Regions from separate parts of the Mus musculus genome. Here region 2 is linked to region 1. A link is a contact called in public Hi-C data. All regions are on one chromosome and are shown on one strand. The core of a region is the stretch at or near the end of the contact, and the rest is flanking DNA. Distances in the headings are between cores, read along the strand shown.

Region 1 (4,709 bases), core at 131-2,630:
CATAAAATACTTAAAATTTTTATTATTATTTTTTATTTCTGAGGTTATAATATAACTGAATCATTTCCCCCTCCCCCTTTCCTTCCTCTCTCCTGTGAACCTCCACTTGCTCTCTCCCAAACTCATGGTCTCTTTGTCTTCAGTTGTTGTCACACATACACAGATGGGAAACCACTTAAAGTTAATACTTTTATTCTCGGAGAGCCCACATTTTCTAGAAAAGGTGTTGTTTTGGTTTAGTGAATGACAAATGGCCCAAACTCCTAAAGTTTTAATTCCCTGGAGGGAGACAGAATAGAGATAGAAACTGCTGGAGAAAACTTTTCTAAAAGCTGAAATAACAATGGTAAACTAATGAAAGGGGTTTCTTCTTTAGCTGGAGACAAAGTATATTTGGTGCTGTTTGTGAATGTGCCTAGTTTACTTGCTAGGGAACCCCTAATTCCTACAAATGTCCTTAGCTTTTTTTTTAAACCACAAAATAATTTAATAGTAAATTATTTAAAAATGTACTCAGAAAAGCATTACGGGTACTTTCCAGTTTGTATACTTGGTGTTAACGCGAATATTGAAATGAAATAGTACAGCAAGGACATGCCCACTTGACTCAGCGTCACTCAGAGTCTAAGGTGTTCAGCCACTGAGAGGCCAGTTGGAACTTGACTTTGAGGGTAGATCACTTCTGCCGGCATGGGAGGTTTGCCCGTTTGTCCTTACTTCCTATCTTTTTACAGCAAGGCAGTACTTTTTGCTAGATCAATGATCAAGTGTGGTAATTCCTGTTATTAGAGAATAATCAGTTCCCGAGGAGGAGCCGCTGAGGATGCTCTAAGCTGAGGTACAGAGTGTGTGGAGGCTCACAGGAGAACCACTCCCAAAGGAAAGTCAGAAAGAATGGAAAGTTTCTGGTTTTTAAAAGACCAATGAGTGATGTGAGATTAAAAGCAGTAACAAACAAACCTATTTTCTTATCGTGTAGTCTGTAAAGCACAGGGCTAGAAAAGTGATTTTATCGCCTTTACCTTGTAAAGACAGCAAGGCTGGTAATTGTTTGAGGATCTGAGGATTAAGAGTGCTACTGCTTCGAATGTATGTTAAGTGACTAATTTTCACAATCTTTAGTACATAGCTTTGTGTGCTAGCTTTTTCCCAATGTCAAATGAATCTTAATATGTCTTGCAATTAGTGACAAATAAGAAACATTGTAATTAAGAGACTGTTTCTTTAAAAGCCTTCAAAGGTTGTAAAAGATTAGACTTGGCTATATGTGAAGGATAAATGTTGTGTAAGAATGCCCCTCAGTTCCCCTTGTATAATAAATCTCAGCTGTGTGCTCAGCGAAAGGGCTCAGTGCCAAAGAGAACAGGTTCAACTTGTCTGTGAGGATTTGCACCACAGCAAAGCGCACAACTGCTTTGTAGAGGTCACAGTGGTCACAGGCATGTGCAACAGAGTCAGAGTGGCTTTCAAATCACCGGAGAACCTAGTGCTACTTGCTGTTTAACAATCAGGGTTGACTTCAGGCATTGAAAGTATAGTTAGATCATAAAAGTAACTGAGTACGGTTCTCAGTCTGATTCCAGATGTACTTAAAGTAACTTCAACAGCACCTTGTAGCAGGTCTTAAAGATCTTCAGAGTCATTTTCTCGTAATTTCCCTGATGTAGAGAAGGTGCTTTATTTGGTGGTTCCAATTGTGTTCAGTGGGCTGAGATATTGTGTAAGAACAGTTTCTTGGGATGGGAACAGGGGACTGTAGGTGAGTTCCAGTGCAAGACCAGATGTCGTGAGACGGTCAGAAGGTGCATGTCTCACTAAATCCCATTTCTCTTGATTTTAACAGGATCAGGTTATCAACAGCAGCAAAGGAAACACCCTATCTATCTATCTATCTAAATTTTTAGAAGAGACAAATCAGAAACAGCCTGTGGAGAGGTGGTGAGAGCCAGGCAAGGGAGCCTGAGGTTTAATAGAAGGAAATAAGGAGATGCAGAACTAGGCTGAGCTGGGTTTTGCCCAAAGTTATATCTGAGTACTTTTTCTTGTTTTGGTGACCATGTTTATTTTCAGTGGTGATTTTATCGATGCAACAGGCAGCCGTTGCTGTTGGTGGGAGATTAAGTGGTAATCTGTAGAATGTGTCTCGGCAAAGGCAGCTGATTGGCAGCAGCACCTGTCCTAGCAACTGGTCATATGTTAGTACTTACCAGCGTTAAAATACCAAGCTGTAAAATTTAGAAGCACTTGAAAGCTAGGTTTTTCATTGCTCTTAGGTTACTGTTTTATTAAGTATACATCTCTTCAATTTACATTTTTTTAATAAAATGAAGTCTATAGAATAAAATTAGATTTATCCCCCAGAATTAAAACAAAAAACAAAACCTAAAGCAAGCCATGTGACAGGCTAGATGCTTTTGTGTTTGTGTGAGCTGCACTTATGCTGAGCGATATGTAGGCTTTCAGAGGCCAGCCTGAAAGGACTGTGACTCCTGTATGCTGCTTTTGTAATCCATAGAGTAAACATGAAGTGCTTGCTGTCAAAGGTTCAGTGAAATGCAGCTTAAAGAACTGATTAGCCAAGTGGCTCCCTAAAGGCACTTTATTTCATCATTGCTAGGAGTTATTCTTCTTAGTTGAAATAGTCTTGTTGATCATATCTCAAAGTATATACAACTTATAGTGATTGACAAGTCATCACTTTCTGTTGATGACTTCTGTTAGAGGAAGAGCTTGTTTTTACTTAGTATACAAAGAAAAGTAAACATATAAGAAAAAATATATATGTATAAGAGTTAGAGTTTATTTCTCAGTACCAATGTAGCTTGCCTAAGTCTAAATGTATTTTAGAAATAGATTGTAAATATTTTCTGCCAATGGTATTTTATCATTTTCATTTTAAAAGAACCTATATATTAATACATAAATAAGAACCTTATACTTTATAATTAATGGCTATAAGTCCATATTGTGGCACATTAATTTGTACATGTTTATAAATATTTGAAAGTAGGGTTAATTCAGGTGATTCATGCTATATTATAGCTTCACAGTGTCTACCATGTGCCAAATATTTGATGAATAAATTATTTTTCTGTGATAGATACATGCTTAGTATCTTTGGCAGTGAAGGGTTTAAAACCTGGGTAGAGGTCTAGAGTGATGGCTCAGCAGTAAAGAGCACTAGCTGCTTGTACAAAGGACCTGGGTTCAGTTCCCAGCACCTGCATGGTGACTTGTTACAAACTCCTTTAATCCCAGCACTTAGGAGGCAGAGGCAGGCAGATCTCTGAGTTTGAGGCTAGCCTGGTCTACAGAATGAGTTCTAGGACAGCCAAGGGTACACAGAGACACCATGTCAAAAAACATAAAGAGATTTTATTTATATATTCCAGTTCTAGATAAGCTAGTACTATTTGCTGGCCTCCATAACCTCCAGACATACACATAATGCACAATAAAAAAAAATCTTGCTGGGCAGTGGTGGTGCACACCGTTAATCCTATCACTTGAGGGGCAGAGGTAAGAGACAGGTAAAGCTCTGTGAGTTCGAGGCCAGCCTGGTCTACAGAACAAATTCCAGGACGTTCAGGGTTACACAGAGAAACCCAAAACCAAAACCACCTAACCAACTGGGGGTGAGGGGAGAGAAAAACACCTTAAAAAAATCCCCAAAAGCCCTTAAATAGAACTAAGAGATCTGTCATACATTATTTGGGTGGGTGAGGTAGAGGATTGAAAGGGCTGTTAAAAAACCTGTGCATTCTTGAAAGCAACCTTCCTAATGTACCAAGCGCTGCATCAGACATGGAGTATGTATGACACAGGGTTTATACCTTCTTACTATGTTTTTACTGAAATATGTTTGTTTGTTTGTTGTTTTTTGTTTTGCCTACAGAGGAAAGATACATTTAGGTAACTTTGTATGAACCAATTTTATATTTTATTGCAGTCACAATGGCTATCTGTACAAGTTGTCACCATCACTGGCCAACTGTGAGTTCACTTCTGGTGTCACAATAACAATGTCTTCTTGAAAATTACTCTTATAGGGAATAACAGCAAATCAGCTAAGATGTTGTATGCCTAAAAAGCTCATTTTGAAATTTCTGGCAAATACTGTATTTTAAAAAAAAATTAGCACAGTCTTTTTAAGGAAAGAGGTTTTTGTCTCACCAGATAGTCTCCCTTGATGTTTTTCTTTTCTGGTCTTTTTATAGAAACAGACGTGATTTGCTGGACACTATGTCCTCTTGGCAACAAATTCTAGTCCAGCAGCAAGACAAGCATCAGAGAAGGAATTAAAAACAGTTCTCTCAACACTGTGTTGTTTGTCAGTGCCCAAAGAATATGAACTTAAAACAACAAAGATAAAGCAAATAAATTCCATGGGATCTCTCTTCCCTCCCTCTCTTGAGACTGGGTCTGGCTATGTAGCCCTGCCCTCCATAGTGCTCAGGCTTACTGTGGTCCTCCCACTCTTCCCTGAATACACAGCCTACAGGTAGCCACCCCTAACCTTCCACTCCTAAATAAGTTACTTTTTAATTCTGAAAATTTTTTTGCAGTAGTTTATATTGGTATACCAATACATACCTAGAAGTAAAGTTGAGATATTATTAAAGAACATTTTTCTATGTAGTAGTTGAACACTAAATGATGAGTTTTGAGAGTGAACATTACAAATGGATTTGTATGAAAAAGATTGTTCC
Region 2 (4,315 bases), core at 1,586-4,085, 310 kb after region 1:
ATCAGGGGATGGAGGAGCCCAGTTGATTAATTAGCCTATGATTAGCCTGGACTTTGATCCCCAGCAAGCAAGCAAGCAAGAAAGAAAGAAGGAAGGAAAGAAAAGCAAGCAAGCAGAACTGCCCCTCCACAGCACAGAACTTCTTTGCTAGAATATAAAGTCGAGACTCATCTGACTCAGTGATTCAATATATTTGGGCAATGTGTAACTGGAAACCCCGAATGATCGGGAGCATATGTGAGTGCGTGTGGTTCGCTCTAATTCTGAACAAACCACTAGTAAAACCACCTCTGTCCCCTCCTGTGTGAGCAGCTGAGGAGGAGCCAGCGGAGACTGCAGTCTCTGCATGCTGTCTTCTCCTGTGACAGTGGCAGCTCAGTCACAGAGTTCTTTTCCAGAAGGGGATGTAGAAAGTGGGGGACCTGGGGGCCTTTCAGACCCCAGTTCCCAACCTTAGTGACTGGAGGTGGCAAAATACAGCAGTCATTATGCTATATGTGATATTTACATTCACACTAAAATCCACATGAAGTCTTTTAGAATATCTTTCATTTACTCTTTGACAAGTTCATATGTGTATACAATGTACCTTGATCTTACCCAACCCCCACCCCCGACTCTGTCATACTCCTCCAAGACAGCCCCAGGACACATCGCCCTCCCAACCTCATATCCTTTCCACTTATTTATTTACTTATTTGTTTCTTATTTTTATTTTTAACCTATTGAGTTCAGTTGACGCTGCCTGCTGGAGCTGATCTTGGTGTGCTGTAGTGCAGGTGACCACAGTGGGTTTGTAGGCGCAATGGCCACATCACCCACAGGGGATTTCATTTCATAGCATTCTGCCTCACTCTGAAACTCTTACATTCTTCTGAGTCTTGCAGAGGGATCTTGACACAGACGTCCATTTAAAGGCTGTCTTAAATGAGATGAAAGGCTGGATTGCCAGAGCACACAGGATTTTAGGGCAACAAAAACTCTGGTCAGTTTTTGCTCAGCTCTTTGACCAGTTGTGAGCCACTGAATCCCACTCTCGCATGAAGATGTCTGGTGCAGCTCTCTTTATAATTTCCTCAATTGGGAAGCAACTGAGATATCTTTCAGGAGGTGAGTAAACATACAAGCCATGAAATAATAACATAATAATAATAATAATAATAATAATAATAATAATAATGATAATAATAACAACAACAATAAACAGGTGCAGGCTAGCAAGCCATGAACAGATATACAGGAAGATAGAAGGAAGGAAGCCAGCCCGAGAAAGCCACGTGATGTATAATTCTAACTCTGTGGCATTCGGGAAAAGCAAAACCACTGAGGCAGTGAGCAGTGGTCGCCAGGGATTAGAGATGAAGTGGGGATGACCTAGCAGAGCGCACAGGGTTTTAGGGCAATGAAACTGTTCTCTGGAGTACAGTAATGAGGGACTCGGGTCATATACATTTGTCCAGACTGTGAAGCACAAAAAGGGAACCCTAATGTGAGCTATAGACCTTGCCAGATAGTTATGTGGGTTTGGAGGTTGTAACAAATGGGTCAGGTTTCGGGGTGCAGAGAGCATATAGACACCCTCTGTGCTTCCTACTTTTTCCTTCAATCCTTCAATCCTAAACAGTTCTGAAAAACAAAGCTTTTTTTTTTTGTTATTGTTCCTTTTGTCTAGCATGTTAGAAAGCAAGCAAAGGCAACTTTATCTACATTTTTCAGTGCTGGAAATGAAACTCAGGGCCCAAGGCAGGCTCCCCGGATGGGTCTAGAGAAACCGAAAAAGAAATGCTTTGTTCAAAAATTGAGTTATCTTGCCAGACGTAATGGGGCACGCTTTTAATTCCAGCACTTGGGAGGCAGAGGCAGGTGGATTTTTAAGTTCAAGGCCAGCCAGGTCTTCAGAGTGAGTTCCAGGACACCCAGGGCTATACAGAGAAACCCTGTCTCGGAAAACCAAAAAAATAGAAATAAAAAAATAAAAAAATTGAGTTATCTTATTTATGTTTAATTATGTGCGTGTCCGCAGTGTGCATGTGCTAGTGGACCACAGGATCCAGAAGGTGGCGTCCTAGAGCTGGAGTTAAAGGCTCTGTGGGTGCTGGGGATCAAGCTCGAGTCTTAGCCATTGAGCCATCTTTCCAGCCCTGGAGTGTTTTATTTCTAATGTCACTGGGGATGCAGCCATGCTCAGTGTGCAGCCGGTCAACTCCCTCCGGGTTAGATCCCACACCTGTCTCCTCAGCCTCATATCAGCGCTTGGTCAGGGCAGACCGCCCGCTACCCAGAATACCATGCGGAGGGTAGAGGTGGGAACCTATTGCATGTAGGCAGAGACCTGAACAACCTACAACCTATTGGACTTGCTAAGCTCCTGAAGGAGGAAGCTGCTACCACTAAAGCCTACCTCCCAACTGAGGTTAGACAATCATCCGGGACACCCAAGTTTGGAGCACAACTGGGTGATTAGCTGTGTCACAGACGCCACCCTCAACAATGTGATGAATATCCTGTTGAGAATGGATGGTGGGCGGCGGCATGCACTGCTTGGCTTTCCTGTCTCTATTTTCTCAGTTGACGGTGACACTCAGAAAGGAGAGAAAGACCGGGCAGGTTTAACGAGAACGGAGCTAGGCTGTCATTGTACAAAGGGAACACTGACCAGTTTATCCAGATTGAAGCCTACTCGGCACAGACTCATTATTAAAGTATCAATTTCCCCAACATTGCGATCCTATTCCCCAAACCATAGATTATTTTCTTCTCTATCTCTAAAGGCTCTGTGGCCTCTGTCTAAAGCCGCTGCAATAGCTGGACAAGGAAAAAAAAGAGCCTTTGAAGATTATGGTGGGCAACAGCGACCTCTGCTGGGAGAATGGGGCATACTTGCACCACCCTAGACTGACCCAGAAAGTAAGACTAAGCTTGTGTGGTGCTTGTGGAGGCAGAGGGAAAACACACACACACACACACACTTTCATTTCTGTTTCTAAACTACTTTGAAGTTCAAATCAAACGCGTAAATTTACCTCTTTTTAGCTTTGTAGAAACAAAATATGCTACGTGTTCGCCACTTCCACAGCTTATTGGTAAGTGATTTTTTTTTTTTTTTCAGAGAGCCTCACCGTGTACAGAGGTTCTAGGGCAGCCTAGTGCTGTTGATTAGTTAATGGATTCTTTCCCATCTACCTGCCTCCTGGAACTCCAAGGTGATCGAGCCCAAGCAGGAAAATGTGTGGCCCACTTGTGCCAAGTCTGAGCTCCGCGGCAGGCTCTCACGCTGTTAGAGTTCCGCGGCAGGCTCTCACGCTGTTAGAGTTCCTTGGAGGTAAGATGAATCTGACTGTATCTGACTCAGGTCAGTGTGGGGGTCGACCGCATTCAAAGAGACATTGGCACACCCTTTGCCAAACTTTCCTCCTTGATTGCCCAGGAATGTGGATGTTTATTCTTAGCTCGCTGTGGGGAGAACATTGTGAATACTTTTGAAAAGAGCGGCTAGAAAATGGTCAAACTAATCAGGCAAAGAAGCCATTAGCTTTTCCCTGAAAAAAATTATTTCTGCCTTTCAAATCTTGATATGCCACTGCATAAAAAAACAAGCTGGAAGGCTGCCAAAGCGTGTGTGAATTTGGGGGGAGGGAATTATTAATGGTGAGCCGTTGGTAGACATGCCTTTAATTTGGGGATGAGTAAACTTAAGTTCATTTTAAAGGTTTCTCTGCCTATACGACATTTACTAGAGGATGGGGTTGGAAAATCCTGGGAATGGCCAGCTATCTATCCGTAGGGAACCTGGCTGGTGGAGACAGGTACTGGCGGTCATCCCTTGTGCTCTGGTTGGTGGTCATCCCTGTGCTCTGGTGGTCATCCCTGCTAGCCATCTGAGAAAAGGGGACTTTGACGGAGAAAATGCCCCTATCAGATTAGCCCATAGGCAAGCCTTTGGGGCTTTCATGATTGGTGATTTATGTGGAAGGACCCAGACCTCTGTGGACAGTACCACCCTTGCGCAGGTGGTTCGGGGTTGTAAAAGAAAAGAGAGCAAGCCAGGAGGAACAAGCCAGTAAGCAGTGCTCCTCTGTGGTCTCTGTGCCTGTTCCTGCCTCCAGGTTCCTGCCTTTAAGTTCCTGCCGAGGCTTCTCTGATGATGGACTGTGATGTAGACCGGTCTCTTCCTAATCTGCTTTTGGTCATTGTGTTTATCATTCTAACATATCCGCGCAACACCGCTTCCTCACCCCACCAGCTCTGTATCATCACCTGGACGGTGCTGGGAGAAATACTCTGTACTTCTCTCATGGTTGAGGGACTTCCCGAG

The links. Hi-C and Micro-C count contacts between places; a contact is called where the count stands out from the background.
Region 2: a Hi-C map of muscle stem cells shows a contact between it and region 1, with 3 times the contacts expected there. The contact joins two enhancer-like sites. A contact is called at or near these places in 1 of 15 datasets of contacts at CTCF or cohesin (the NIH/3T3 cell line), 11 of 484 Hi-C or Micro-C datasets (the C2C12 cell line, cardiomyocytes, embryonic fibroblasts and 6 more), 2 of 115 datasets of contacts at active chromatin or transcription factors (cardiomyocytes and stem cell-derived neural progenitor cells) and 1 of 9 other capture datasets (liver).

The regions. Positions count from the first base shown.
Region 1 is chr12:73,205,076-73,209,784 of GRCm38.p6, forward strand. The region is part of intron 6 of Mnat1 (menage a trois 1); the gene reads left to right. Among named protein-coding and RNA genes, the nearest start is that of Gm23910, 62 kb to the left of the region's middle. Within about 2 kb of position 1,381, at least 45 of the 459 cell types and tissues checked have an H3K27ac peak or open chromatin away from gene starts, as enhancers often do. A contact at or near this core is called in muscle stem cells, where this site is marked.
Region 2 is chr12:73,514,651-73,518,965 of GRCm38.p6, forward strand. No RefSeq gene overlaps it. Among named protein-coding and RNA genes, the nearest start is that of Gm34016, 7.5 kb to the left of the region's middle. Within about 2 kb of position 2,836, at least 28 of the 459 cell types and tissues checked have an H3K27ac peak or open chromatin away from gene starts, as enhancers often do. A contact at or near this core is called in muscle stem cells, where this site is marked.